Regions from separate parts of the Mus musculus genome. Here region 2 is linked to region 1. The links are chromatin contacts, called in public promoter capture Hi-C maps. All regions are on one chromosome and are shown on one strand. The core of a region is the stretch at or near the end of the contact, and the rest is flanking DNA. Distances in the headings are between cores, read along the strand shown.

Region 1 (3,104 bases), core at 126-2,625:
CATCCATACACAATATATTGCCACACATACACACACCACACACCACACACATACATCCATACACATACACAAACACACACAAACTCATTCTCACACATTCATCTACACATACAGACACATCAAAAAACCACACACCATACCCACACACTCATACACACCCATACATACATATACCTAAACTCATACACATCCACCCCCAAACACACACACAAATTCCCAGGCAAACAGAATTATCACAAACATGAGATCAAACAATAAAATAACTAAGGACATTTCCCTAGTGGCATTTTAGGGACAAGGAGGAGAGCACACAGGAGATGAGTTAGTGGTGGTGCTGTGGTCCTTGAGCAGGTGGCTCTTACTCAGCTCAGTGCATTTGTAAGTAAACCAATGAAAAGAAATGGATGAAAGACGACAGATATCAAAGCCAGAATTATGGTTAAATCTACAGGCCCTATGCAAGCGTTGGGGACCTGGTGCAAGTGAGTTCTGAGAAAGGTGCTGGAACCACAGATATGCAAGGCTCTCTGAGATGCCTCGGTGCCACCACCATCAGGTTAGTAGTAGGTGATGGGTTGGCTTCATTTGAGGCTGCACAGTCAAGGGCCAGCATAGTCATCTGGCTCACAGGCTGCTGATCGGTTGTCTAAAAAGAGTGAGCAGGGCTCCCTCTTCAGGAAACTCCATGCATGTATCATTGATGGTAGGGGCTGGGGTTCTTGGATGTTTCATGCTTGAAGACAGGGCATTTGAAAGTCCCTCATCCACCCGCCTACAGGAAAAAGTGCTCTTTAGAATAGAAACTCTCAAACACTCTTGACCATTACAACAGCAAGAAATCCATTTTTCCTTAGGTCTAAATTCGTGTGTGTGTGTGTGTGTGTGTGTGTGTGTGTGTGTGTGTCTGCATGCGTGCATGCCTCCGTGCCTGTATGTGTCTGCAGTGGTCATGGGAGTAGTCTGAAGCAGTATCTACATGTAAGATGTACGAGTATACTTGCATCTTGATTTTTTTTCTTCATGAATGTTAGACATGAGCCATTAAATTCTTCAATAAGATTAAGAATCAACACCCACCTACAAGGGTCAGTAGGACCTAGGAAGAGAGACAGATGAGGTCACTGCAGCCCATCCCTGCCCTCCCCTGCCTCTGATCCTGGGCTCGTTGATAGTCAGTTACAAGAGATCTGAAGGGAGCCACCAATGTAACCACAGGAACCCTCTTATCCCCCCACAATTCCTTTGTTGTCACCTGGAGCCAGATCCCATTTCATTCCCTACCCTCCTGAGAGGGCCCTGAACTCACCAGGAAGATGTCCACTATAGCATATGAGCAAGAAGCCCCTGGTGCCTGACCAAGATGGAGAAGAAGACTAATCAAGGGTAAGGCTTGTCGGAATTGTGGGCAAACCTGTTGCTTTGTGACTATGCTGAGCCCAGTGGTTGCTAGGTTACCCCTTCCCCACAACTCCAGAACATAGCCCAACACCTTTCTCCCCCACCACTGTGGAGTTCATCTTTCCCCTTCCTGGGGAGTTGGGGGTAGGGCAGGCAGACAGCTCACAGAGGACTCTTTCTTATCCCTTGAAATTCCTCCTCTGCTTCTTATCCAAGCACTTCCAGTACGGACCCACACAAGTAGGTTAACTACCCAGTCGAACCAGTCAGAAGGTGAAAATCTGTCCAAGGTCTTGCCAGCTTGCCAGAGGTCGATGCTGCTGTGCATAGTTGAGCCTTTGGGAGCTTTGATTCTTGGGATCAGTCCTGAGGGAGCTATTTATTTCTTAGGTAGAGAAGAGGAACCCAATCATAGGATCTGGTGGGTCCCTGTGGCTTCACTTGAAGGGCTGGCAGGGAGGGAAGGTTAAGGTCTTCAGTTAGCTAAAATGCCTGTGTTGCCAGGGGTATGGAGCGCAAAGCACCTTGTTAAAATCCCATTCTGCCATTTATCCTGTTGTGATTTCAGAGAGTCTACCCAAAGGCTCTGAACTTCATACCTCTAGTCCTATCAGAGTTCCTGCTAACACAGGAATGACATAAATGTTTATAAAACCAAGTTCCTGATCTCATAGGAATAGTGGATGCTTATTTTCTACAATCTCCCCAAGTTTCATCTAAATCTAACCAGTTAGGCACATTATATACAGTTTTCTAGCATATCTGCATTTTTTTTTCCAAAATTTTGCTCAAGAGGTCAGGCTCGGGGTAGGGTATTAATTACTCTTAGGGGCTCAGGTCTGGTAGGGCTGAAATGGGGTCCCCACTTATTGTCCCTTGGAAATCGACTTAACACGCATGAAAGTGCTTACAACACTATGTGGCTTCAAATCTGATCTCTTACCGATTACTGTGTAGGCTGGGGCTGGGGAACGAGTGCTGTCGCCTACTCCGGGCTTGCTCTGAAGAATAAATGGATTGTTGTGAGTAGAGTGCCTAATGATGTGCATGCTGGAGATACTCTAAGAGGGGGGCTGGGGAGATGGCTTCGTCTGCAAAGTGTTTGCCCTGCAAGCGTGAAGGCATGAGTTCAACCTCCAGAACCCTCGTGTCAAAAAAACAAAACAAACAGAAAAGCTGGGTCACAGTGTTGTCACACCTACAGTATCAGCACTGGACAGATTTAGCTGGCTCCCTGACACTCTTGGGTCATTAGCTCAGTGTGCTGGGTAGATCCTCATTTGTTTTATCATTATTTTTAAAAGATTGTTTATTGTATGTAAGTACACTATAGCTGTCTTCAGACACCACCTCTTCTCTCTCCAGCCCTGCTTGCTCCAGCCGAAAGATTCATTTATTTATTATATGTAAGTACACTGTAGCTATCTTTAGACATCCAAGAAGAGGATGTCAGATCTCATTATGGATGGTTGTGAGCCACCATGTGGTTGCTGGGATTTGAACTCAGGACCTTTGGAAGAGCAGTTGGTGCTCTTAACTGCTAAGCCATCTCTCCGGGCCTTTGTATTAACATTTTATTGATTCTTTGTTTCACATCAGGCACCCCAGTCCAGCTCATCCCCTCATATCTGCCCTCTGCCCCTGCAACCCCTCCTCAAATAACACACACACACACACACACACACACACACACACACACACACACA
Region 2 (2,936 bases), core at 223-2,722, 300 kb before region 1:
CTTGCATTTAATCCCAGCACTGGTGTGGGGTGGGAAGGATGAGATGGGACACAGGCATTCACTTTTTCTTTTGTATGTTTTAAAAAGAGGAACAGACAATTGTCCATGTCAAACAAGAGACCAGGCTGTGGGCTGCCCCCACATCTACATAAACGATCTGAGCCCATTCACAAGCTGCCTGCACGCACATCAGCACTCTTTGGACAATCAAGGCACTGGGCACCCCTCTGCAACCAGAACAATCCACAGATCCCAGGCCGGCCCCACAAGTCTAGGTTCTAGGCTCCTAGAAGCAGGAATACAGTCAATCTACCACATAAGGATGGTGGTGGCAGAGAGTCAGGGAGAAACAGGAGCAATGGGCCCACATGGGCCCGACACATAGGCCCATGCTGCTCCCGTACAACCAGGGCCACCTATCCCAGACTCTGGATAGGGGAGACTCAGAAATTTTCAAGGAAACTAGACATGGTGGCAAATACCTATAACCCCAGCACAAGGAAAACTGAAACAGGAGGACCCCAAGTCCCAGGTCAGCCTGAGCTACAGAACAAGACAGCTCACCTGTGCCCTCCCACCACCAGTTTGTAACACAGCCCCAGGATATGTTTAAATTTGAAATCTTCTGGTCACCATCTATAAAAGCCATGCTGGACAATAAAGAGAGAGAGAGAGAGAGATTGGGTGTGGACTAGAATGATACTGCAACCACAGCATTTTTAAATTGCATGTCTATTAAGCTGCACTTATAGCTCTCCTGGGACAAACCAGGCCCACTGGTTGGACATGCCTGATGATACAAACTTCCCACTGGGAGACAAAATGAACCAGTTATATGCCTGCACAGCCTGGGGGTGAGGCCTGTGGCATGACCCCAGAAGAAGGGCCCATAGGGTGCCAGCAACAGGTAGATAAAGACAAGCCACAGAGAAGGCCTGCGGTCTGTTCCAGACCTCTGGAGGCCTTCCTGAGGAGCCTAACTAATGCAAGCAGAATTCTGGAAAGCTCTCAATGTTGTGGGGCAGCCCCAGTTGTGAGATGGAAACATCACCTTCCTCAATGAAACTGTTAATAAAAATTAACTGAAAAAAAATCACTTCTAAGAAAAGACTCTGCAAGCCATTAAGGGCTTCCTGCATTAAGCCAGGACCAACTATTAGGTCATCAAACAAGGACAGACAGGAAGTTTGCATATAATAAATTGAAGGTGAGTGTGCTATTCTGCTTTGAGGAAGCTATGATTGTGAACACTGTATAATTTCTCTGGCAGATCTGAAACTGATCTCACCTAAATTCCAAACTTGGGGCTGAGGTATTTAAACCTTGACCATGGCAATGACCCAGTCTTTAAGGGTCAGAACTCAACTTCATTATCTGCAGCCCTAAGATCTCTGCAAAGGAGCCACTGCGACACTCCGGCCGCACCAGCTGGTCCTATATTTAGTTACTGTTGTGGTCAACTGGGAACTTTAGAGCCTGGCAGCCGCTCTGCGGGGCAACCGGAGCCTCCGCAGCCATGCGCACGATCTGCCCCACCGCTGGCTCCGCTGGCTCCAGACAGACTTCGGGACCCTGCTGAAGCCAAGAGCTGATGTGGCGAGGTAAGGGGCACAATGCTAATCACACCCCAACAGTCCCAAAGGTCCACTCGAGACCAGAGCAGAGATGACCCACTTTCTCACCCAGGGGAAAGAGCCCGCTGGGGCAATGAGCTGGACACGTTGGCGCCTGGTTTCGCAGCTCAGCTTTAGAGTTGGGGAGCCCCGCGTGAGCATCCTTAGACTGTACCGACAGTACACAGTGGCCAAGGACAGGATCCCTGGACCCCATTCTCACAGCCAGTGGCTGCTCGTCTCCAGCCTCGCGCTGGCCTGGCAGACAGGAACTGGGACAAATGGAGCAAGCAGAGGGGGGACGCTGGTGATCGCAGAGGCCGGGGGCGTCCCACGCTGCCAGGGGCGGAGAGGCACACTCCCAAGTGACATGCGCAGCTGCCTCTCCCGATGGGCAAGGGCGTCTCACTGGGGAGACGGAAGCCGGGCTGTCCGAGAGCTCTAACCACGAGCCTCCCACTACCGCAAGCGATAGTCCATGACCTCTGGGCACCGCCCGAGCCATGACTCGGTGCTACCAGGTGTGCTGGGGGAGGGGAAGGGACACGGCCAAGCCCAGTGCTTTCCCTTCTGCCCCTGCCACGCTCGGCCTCTGGCCACCGTTATTCAGCGCGGCGCGAAGCCTGTGGGCCGCTGGAGGCAGCACTTACGGCGACAATGCGTCCTAGAGCCCAGCGCCCAGCACTCACGCTCCCGCGGCGACCGACGGCACCCGGTGCAAGTTCTGAGCCCGAGGGGCGGAGCCAAAGGGGCAGGGAGCTCAGCGCGCACGGCCGCTCAGCCAATAGTGACACCAGGATACGACCCAGGGCGGGGAGGGGCCAGCGCTCCGCCCGCGCGCACCAATCAGCGCGCAACTCCTCCTGCGCGCTCGGGAACCAAGGGAGGAACCGCTTTGTGTGGAGTCGGCAAAGCCAGCGCGCTAGGGGCGGGGCCCTGCATCTTCTTGTGTAGGATGCTTCTCCAGGCTGGATTTTATTTTGTTTTTAATTCCACGGATGAGCCGGGTTCAGCAGATCGGGGAACTTTGGAAAACGCAAAGAAACGCTAATTGAAGCCGCACTGTAACTTCATCTCTTCAGACTAAAGTAAACATGGAACTAAAGTCTACCTGCTTCACGGGTCGCTGTGAGAACTGATGAAGGGACTGTGGAGTCCAGCGCTGCTGCGACGCAAAAACACAACTCTCACCTCAAAGGGGATCAGAGATGGCTTATCCTAGAGCCAAATAGGAGCGACCCTAGCCCGGGAACACAAATACAGGTTATTCCATGTCCCAACATGGTAACAGTTTGATAAAAATTGTGAATTATTTTGTGCTTT

Evidence for each region. Capture Hi-C pulls out chosen DNA fragments and counts their contacts.
Region 2: a contact with region 1 is called in a promoter capture Hi-C map of pancreatic islet. The contact joins the promoter of D830039M14Rik here to the promoter of Tbata in region 1. A contact is called at or near these places in 8 of 39 promoter capture datasets (the 3T3-L1 cell line, cranial neural crest, embryonic stem cells and 4 more), 2 of 115 datasets of contacts at active chromatin or transcription factors (both in embryonic stem cells) and 2 of 9 other capture datasets (adipose tissue and pancreatic islet).

Annotation. Positions count from the first base shown.
Region 1 is chr10:61,170,235-61,173,338 of GRCm38.p6, reverse strand. It overlaps Tbata (thymus, brain and testes associated), which reads right to left and starts at 1,375. Exons shown (of 10, transcript NM_001017433.2): 1 at 1,307-1,375.
Region 2 is chr10:61,475,217-61,478,152 of GRCm38.p6, reverse strand. It overlaps D830039M14Rik (RIKEN cDNA D830039M14 gene), which reads left to right and starts at 1,472. Exons shown (of 1, transcript NR_166099.1): 1 at 1,472-2,926. Lrrc20 (leucine rich repeat containing 20) reads right to left here and starts at 2,320. Exons shown (of 5, transcript NM_153542.1): 1 at 2,264-2,320.